Regions from separate parts of the Mus musculus genome. Here region 1 is linked to region 2. A link is a contact called in public Hi-C data. All regions are on one chromosome and are shown on one strand. Each heading gives the region's core, a stretch centred on a gene start, on an enhancer-like site or on the middle of the called end of the contact. The rest is flanking DNA. Distances are from core to core; before and after follow the strand shown.

The links. Hi-C and Micro-C count contacts between places; a contact is called where the count stands out from the background.
Region 1: a contact with region 2 is called in a Hi-C map of uterus, with 2.3 times the contacts expected there. The contact joins two enhancer-like sites. A contact is called at or near these places in 7 of 484 Hi-C or Micro-C datasets (the N1E-115 cell line, embryonic fibroblasts, embryonic stem cells and 3 more), 4 of 115 datasets of contacts at active chromatin or transcription factors (bone marrow-derived macrophages, double positive thymocytes, embryonic stem cells and 1 more) and 1 of 9 other capture datasets (embryonic stem cells).

The regions. Positions count from the first base shown.
Region 1 is chr13:112,236,637-112,240,476 of GRCm38.p6, forward strand. No RefSeq gene overlaps it. Among named protein-coding and RNA genes, the nearest start is that of Ankrd55, 50 kb to the right of the region's middle. Within about 2 kb of position 1,810, at least 8 of the 459 cell types and tissues checked have an H3K27ac peak or open chromatin away from gene starts, as enhancers often do. A contact at or near this core is called in uterus, where this site is marked.
Region 2 is chr13:112,087,935-112,092,210 of GRCm38.p6, forward strand. No RefSeq gene overlaps it. Among named protein-coding and RNA genes, the nearest start is that of Gm41062, 11 kb to the right of the region's middle. Within about 2 kb of position 3,012, at least 9 of the 459 cell types and tissues checked have an H3K27ac peak or open chromatin away from gene starts, as enhancers often do. A contact at or near this core is called in uterus, where this site is marked.

The DNA.
Region 1 (3,840 bases), core at 560-3,059, 150 kb after region 2:
CACTGGCCCCTCACAGACCTCCTGTAACTCCAGCTCCAGGAGATCCAACACCTTCTTCTGGCCTCCACAGGCACCCCGACACCTGAGCACACATCCCCTCCATCACACACACACATGCATGCACGCACGTGTCAAAAATAAAATAAATACTACTTAAAACGAGACCTAGGTTGCCATCATCAACCATTCATCTCTGACTTAGTGCATTTCACCTCATCCTTCTGCCCCATGTTTCCCCCATTGGCCATTCCAGCTTACAAAAATATTTTGCTTTTTTGGAGAAAAAAATGTAGAATAAAACTAAAAGTTCGCTGGAGGCCTACAGTAAAAAACAACAGCATTGTGTTTGCTTTCTTTAATTGCCCAGTAATTTTTCTCCACTCTGGTTATCAAAGGCCTTCCGCTATCTCCTTGGCTATCTTGTCTGATTTGAATCCAACTCAGGCAATTACAGAACTCTGGTGCGGAGCGTTTGGGCCAGCTTTTGTGCTAATTTGTTTCTGCTCCCAGTGACTGAATTCCTTTCCAGTTGCCTCCAGCAATTAAACCTTCAGATCCTGGAGAGGAGGGCCAGCACTACAAATCCACAAGAGAAACAGACGGCCATTCTTTTAACTTGTGCCCTTGGTTCTGCCTAGCAGAGACGTCCCTCCACCTCCGCTAGTGTGTCTGGACTTCCCCAGCCTGTTGCTCCTGTGTATTTTGAGCTGCAGCAAGAGTTTGGATAGGATGAGCAGTTTCCATTCCTTGGCATATCTCCTATAAACACGATGGTCAAGGTGGGATAGTTATCTAGATTTCAGAGATGCTAGACTCTTCACAGCCTTGTCAGAAAAAATAAAAGGCAGGTGGAGCCTTTTCTAACGTGCTCTCATGTGTTAGCACAGAAGGGAAGATGAGTGTGTGCAGGCAGAGAGGGGAAAAATGCCAACCTCAGCATCTTTCGAACAGATGGAGGCATTTGGTCCTAAGTCACCAGACCAGTGGTACTTTTGTAGATGAGGCTTCTGAGGCTCAGAGAGGCTGGGGAATGTGATCAACATCACACAGTTTGTAAATAGTTTGTAAATGTAAACTCTAGGAACAAATAATACAGTGTTGCCTCCAGACGCCCTTTCTGTTACGCCCCATGCTGCCCTTGAAAAAGGCGTGGAAAATGGGGGCACTCCTGCTATTTTTTTTCTGCAGTCTTCCAATTATCTGAGTGTCTTGAGAACATATATAGGCAAAACTCTCAGAAGAAACGAGAGGGCCAAACATTCTCTGAGGAGCCAAGACGTGGTGTGTTTAATCCTTTAGTTATAGAGATTAAAGGTGAATGACCCAGGCCCAAGATGAATGAGGAGAGCCGAGAAATCCCTTCCCTAATTGGTGATAAAATCCATCTAAACAGACTTCCCAGGCTCCAATCTTCCCTTTCAGCCTACTGAGAAGTTCAGTCTGTGACCAGGCCAGACTTCTGGCCCAGCTTCAGACTTTCAACTCCCACATGTAAGCTAAGAATTGGAGCTGTGCTGGTCTGTGAGTCACTGGGGCAGACTGGGGACCGAAGCGGTCCTGACCTTTCTGTTTGGTCCCATGTACTTAGCAGCATCTTTCTCTTCTTACACCCTCTCTTGTTTCAGTCCAGATTCTGGTGGGGGTTGGGTGGGAGCGGGTTGATGGTGGGAAGGTGTCACCTTCAATCTAACAGTAGCTCTCCCTGTTCAGCAGACTCAGCTCTCAAAGCGGGTTATTTGATGCTAAGCGCAGGCATGGCTGACTTACTAAAAACGATCATCCCCCATGCCGCCGCCGCCCTTTTCTTTTCTGCCATCCCCATTGCCTGGACTTGCTAAGAGCAGGTATGTGTCTGCATTGCATTTCTGTGAATGTTCAACACCCCAAAGGAGCCTCCATGGATAGAATGAGACTGAAGGTGGAAGCTGGAGGGATCAAGCGCAGAGGGGAAAGGAGATTCATGCTGGGTATCAAGTGGTCAGTCCGGTGCTCCGAAGGAAGCAATGGGGACTCGATGCAGAAGGATTGGCTTTTAAGTTGAAGAGAACCGAGTTCAAAACCAGGTCATCATTTGCATTGGAAATGCAAATATGGAAAGCCCCCTTGTTCTCTCTGAGACATAGAGCTCTTGCTTTTGAAGATAGACACAGTAGTACACACCTGGAAGCCCAGCACTGAGGTGGTTGAGGGAGGTTCTCGACTTTGAGGCTAGCCTGGGCTACATAGCAAAACTCTGTCTCAACAACAACGAACAACCCCTGTCAATCTTTAAATGTTGCTGGTAACCTTGACTTTAGTCTAGGGTCAGGATTTAAAAAGAATGATCATGTGTGACAGCCATGATGATGAAGCCCACGTCATGCCACATCATGAGGGGTACCAGTCTACCACTGCTGTACACGTACGGTTCTTCTCCATTTCCTCTATAAAACACCTGAAAACACAGATTTCCCCCACATCCCGGTGACTGTTGCCAGCTTTCCTTTAGGGGGAGCTTGACCTTTCCTGACTGGATGTTTGTCAAGTCTAAACTAAGATGACTCCTGAGACAGAGCACAGGGGAAAGAGGAGTAGTGGGTAGTCAGTAACTCCACCGAATTCGCTGCTTTGGTTTTTGGTTTTTTGTTTGTTTGTTTGTTTTTAAGCATTTTCCTTTCTATTCCATCTCTGTATCAACTAAATGTCCTTCAGATGAGGTACAACTCTGTAGACCTGCACTAATGAACTTGCAGCCAGAGTTGAGCATGCGACACCATCTGGACTACTTGAAGTTGGTCCAGATTTCTTGATGTGGGGAGAGGCATCGATACTCACAGCAAAGGAGAGAAAGGGGCCCTTGGCCTGCTCACAAAAGCCCCCTGAGGGAGTGGGGCTTAGATATTGAGATGGCTGGGGTAGGTCTTTTGACCACTTCCATGTATGTTCCTCTAGGCTGCCTTAATTGGCTAACTGGCTAAAAGCAAGCTCCTCTATGGCTTAAATAAATACTCAACTATAAGTAGGTATTAGGGACCAACATGGGCCAGCTGCCTTGTCTAGGCTTGAGGCTAGCGAGCAGATGCAGAAACAGACTGGCAAATCCACACGGGACCCAGGTGCCCTCTGTCTCATGATCTTCGAAGCTCTCGTGTTCCAGGTAGAATCTAGTCACTTGAGAAAGAGAGATGAAAACTCGTGGATCCCAACTCTTCCTTGTTCCCCAACTGTAGACTGGAAAACGCAGGTCCTCTCTGTGCAACAGGAAAATATCTCAGTGGTAACCATACCTGCGGATGTGCTACATCCTTAAGACCATGCAGACGCTTCTCAAAGTAAGCTTAAGCTTGCTCCTCCTGGGGATACAAAAGATGAAGAGGGATGCTACTCTGAGGACAAAAGTCAAGGCAAACATCCTATGGGGACTTTGTAACTAAATGTCCTTGATCTCAGGAGACGCTAGCTGAAATGGTCAAAGGTGAGATGTTACAATGTCTGCAACACACCTATAAACTCTCAATTGCTCAGCACAATGGTGCTGCTGATTGCTATGAAGGTGGAAATTCTGATACACCATCCCCAGCACTCTCACAAGGAGCGGCTGGGAGCGGCTGGGTGAAATGTGAACGTGAGTGGTGTTTGCTCCATGAAGTTTTCTTGAAATCTGTGATATTTTTCTAAATAGAATGACAAGCAGAAGAAAAGAAATGCATTGTTGATTTAAGATCACTTACAGGCATATCAAGCCAACATAATATGTGAGACATTACTGAATCCCAGCTGGACAAATCAACTATTAAAAGGGGTGTGCTTGAAAAAAATCCACAAAAATTGAATGTGCGTTAGGTGCTGGATGTTATTTAG
Region 2 (4,276 bases), core at 1,762-4,261:
TAGTGCGTGGAATTCTAGAAATGCAAGTCATGAATTTAAAAGTTCACCCACTGGAGACCTGCGCAGTCTTCTCCATATTCTCCTGGAGGCCCTATTGCTATTTCCCACTCTTGTTCCTGCAGTCCATTTCTGCTCCCACCTAGTATTTCCAAAAGCCTTGGGCAAGTGGGTTTTTTCTGTTTGTTTGGTTTTTGTTTTTGTTTTTGTTTTTGTTTTTTTTTCAAATAAAGGCTTTATCATCAGCTGTCAATCAAATGTTGGGGGTGGGGTATCACCAGCAGAAAACCCAGGCAAGGGAAAAACCTGGGAAATAAGACCATCCAAAAAGACTCCAGGAAACATCTGGAAAGTGGCCTCTAGAAGGAGACCGCTTCCTCATGACAGACCCCTGCATTCCCAGACTGCTTGTCCAGTTCAGCCCCTCCCCTCCATCAAAGCCTCCACCACCACCGCTCTCTGTCCACAGACACTGGGCAGAGCTCACCCCAACCCCCTACACACATTCCCTCTGAGTGTTCACCCAGGAGAGGCGGTTCCCTCAAAAACAAAAGCAAGTGGGAGGTTTTGTTTTCTTTTTCCCCCCTTCTCTCTCCCTCTGACTGGAGGGTAACCTCACGCCACATGCCTTCCAGCAAACACTCATCACCCGATAAATCATGTGACCCTTCTGTTTACTTAGAGGTGCTGGCCCTGGCTCTGGCCTCTAATCCAGTCCCTGGTCTGCAACCAATTTCTGAGTGGTTTTCACTGGAAAGGAGACCTTGTAAGGACCAGATAAGGCAGCCTCCTTATCTGCCTAGAGGAGATCCCTGGGGCCGGGTCCAGAAGATGCTGGGAGAGGCTGGGAAACCCAGCACAGAAGTTGGGAAGCCTTAGTCTGGAGCAACTGGGGCCCTGTGACACTCTATGTAGTTCCCACACAGCATTCAGGAGCTGTAGCAGCTCTTATTTTAGGTCTGTTTTTGAACCTTTACTTAAAATTTCACATTGTAAAAGCAGCAAATATGAAAACCTTAATGGCTTCTGCGGAGAGCTTTGGCCAAAAATTCTGTATGAACTACTTAAACCTGCCCCCTCCCTCCCTCCTCTCCTCCCTCCTTCCCTCCTTCTTCCCTTTAAAGAAGGCTGCTTACACTGTGAAGAAGGCAGAGGCTGCTGTTGAGGATGTGGGTACTGGCTCTTGGTCTCAGTGGGCTTCTGAGCTGCCTGCATCCGCAGGACTGGACCTCACTCTTCTCATCCATCCCGGACGGACCAAGAACCAAGAATGGCTAAGAAGTTGAACGTCACACATAAGGAGCAGGGAGAATGTCTTCAAGTAGAGGTTAAGATTGCTGACTGGAAACTGTGGTTCTAAAGTCGCTATTTTGACAAAGTCTCAGTAGGTGACGGTATGCCAAGTTATGACATAGACCAAAGACCTGTAAAGTACAGGTTCACATTACATTTCCTTCTTACTGTATTATCTACCCAATCAATGGCTGCTTTCTCAAGATAAACAGATACTTTATTCATTGTTCATTTGGGGTTTCATTTTTTATTATTTTTTACTTTTATGTACATGGGCTTGCTGTATGCTTGTGTGCTTGGACACCACATAGGTACCATGTCCCAGAGGCCAGAAGAGGGTGTCTGATCCCTTTGCAACTGGAGTTGGAGATGGTTGTGAGCCACCATATGGATGCTGGGAATTGAACTCAGGTCCTCTGGAAGAGCAGCCAGTGCTGAGCTGTCTCTGCAGGCCAAATTCCTTTTTCTTTTTAAAGCCATCATCCGCTGCTCTCCTTGGGCAGATGTCCAAGTAGAAGGGACATGGACCTGAGGACGTACAGGGGTGATGACCTCTGACTGTGAGGGGCCTGGGGGGAGCAGGATGGGTGAGGAAGGAGAAGAGGGACCTGAGGAATTTTCTAGACAGTTATTCAACAAAGCCAGGGCTCCTGATGTTCAGACTTCATTTGAAAGCTTGGCCTGCCCACTGCCTCAGGACTCAGTTTTTTACCTCTGCACAATGAACTGGAAGCTGCGAATCCAGCTACAAGTCATAGTGGCGATACTGAGAGGCGTGAGGAAGAGCTGGTAATATGTCCAAAGCCTGAATTGCAGGCCAAACCACTACAGTTCAGGAACATCCCTTCAGGCCCCTAAAGACAGCTCAGGTTGGTGACAGGGAAGGTGTGTGGTACCAAAAGACATCACATAGTAGCTCCTCTCCAGTGAAGATTATGTCGCCATTTTCTTCATCTGGGTGCCAAGACAGTGAGACACTTTCGTATCAGCGGTGATAGGTGCAGAGAGTAGACAGGAAGGCCTTTCCCACTGCTCAGGGCTTCCCAGTGTGGATGATAAAGGGTGCTTTCAGCTGGTGGTAGAATATCAAATTCAAACAGTCTTCAACAAGGGCACCATTCTGTACAAGGCAATGCCAGCGGGCTTCCTGGCCATCCTCTCTCCTCTTGATCATAGAAACAACGTGGCTGCTTCCACAGTCCAGGCATGATACCTCCCATGGTCATATTCAAAGACAGGGAGGAATGGAGTTTTGGTTCATGTGCCTTTTATTTAATCAGGGAAGAATTTCCCATACGCACACCACACCACAGCTCAAGATCATCTAGTACACTGTCACATAACCATTCCACTCCGCAGGCAGGAAGCACACTTAGATCTGCTCTATCATTCCATAAAGCTTCGACCAGTCACCTGCCTGAGCCTTGGAAAGGGATGGGTTCCTCTATGTATTTTACTGTCTGCAGTTTGAATAAAATCATTATTGTATCAGCAAACAAAAGACAAGACTAATGGCTTCTGGACAGACCTCAGGTTGCATAAGATCATTGCCACTGACAGAGTTCTAGTCATCTCTAAAGAGTCTGTGATATCTTAAACTGTACTTGCCCCCGCCCCCGCCCCCAAAGCTAATCCAAAGCCTGACCCATGAGGCATCTTCAAAGAGTCCAGTGAATTCAGCAACTTTGCAGTGTCCGTCGGCCTTCCAGTCTGTCTCACTTTGAGTGCTTATCGCTCTAAAAGGGAGATTATTACCACAGAGACTGGACTGGAAACCGCTTCGCTGACAGGTTTAAGAGTCTTAGTAAAATAAACAGCTGAAAAGGCAAAAGTGTGCAAAATGGCAGGCTTCTCTCTCCTCACGAGGCTCAGGCTGGCAGAGCAGGAGCCTCCTTCAAAACAAAGCAGAACTTGTCAGACCATGGCAGAGCTTGTGCTGCGCTTAGGAGGGACACTGAGGAGGGCAAAGGTGGGCATTTCCTTCCAGTCAAGCTTTTCCTGTGCCACACCAACAGGCTGCCCTCCATACCCACACATCTGGTTTATCCCTCAGACCTAGAAAAGCCTAGAGTTGTGTTTCTGTTTTCTGTTTTTTCCACGCAAGAAAGCTACACAAACAACAGTGAAAGAGACTGAGGTTTTCTTGAACTTGAGGCTGGGACCTAACTGAAGTCTTTTCTTTGAATCTGGCCAAATCTGAGCTGAAACCAGTCCATGTAAACTACAAGCAACTTGAAAAGGAGTAGTGTGTGTGTGTGTGTGTGCATGCACGCATGTGTGTGTGTACACATGTGCGCACGAGTGTGTGCTCCCGGCACTTTCTCAGTACATTATTGGAAAATATGTGTTCCACAAATGTTGTTTATAGGATTGAAAGTGTAAATGGAATGATAGCTTTTGTTGTTTGTGGTGACGATACTTAGGTACAGCGATAATTAGAAATGGTTTCACAAATCAGTGCAGTCTTACTTGTAACACTGGTGGCAGTATTTCTAGCCAGCTCAGAGGAGCAGAGTAAGCAAGAGTGCCTAACTTAGACTCACATGATGGGAGAGGCACGATTTAAGTGGGATGATTTTGTTGTTTGCAGAACATTTAAGTATAACTAAGCCAGTTGTCATAACTAATGGCTTGAATGCGTCTATTCTCACAAGAGTTTGGGACATTCAAGTAAAACCTGTCACAACCAAAGCTCAAGAATTCATGGGGAATCCGAGGGCAGGAATTTGAACCCTAACCTTGTACTATTATTTGCTGGGCATTACCATGACAAAATAGTAAGTCAGTTTATAAAGTAATGTGATTTAGTTAGCTCACAGTGCTGGAGACTCAATGACATCACTTTAGCGCTAGGGAAAGCCTTATGGTAGTAGGGTACCCATGGTAGTTTATACGGAAAAATGTTCTCTATAGAATCAGGCATTTGAATACTTGGTCCCCTGATAGTGACCCTGTTTGAGGATGGGTAGGACATGCCAGCTTTCTT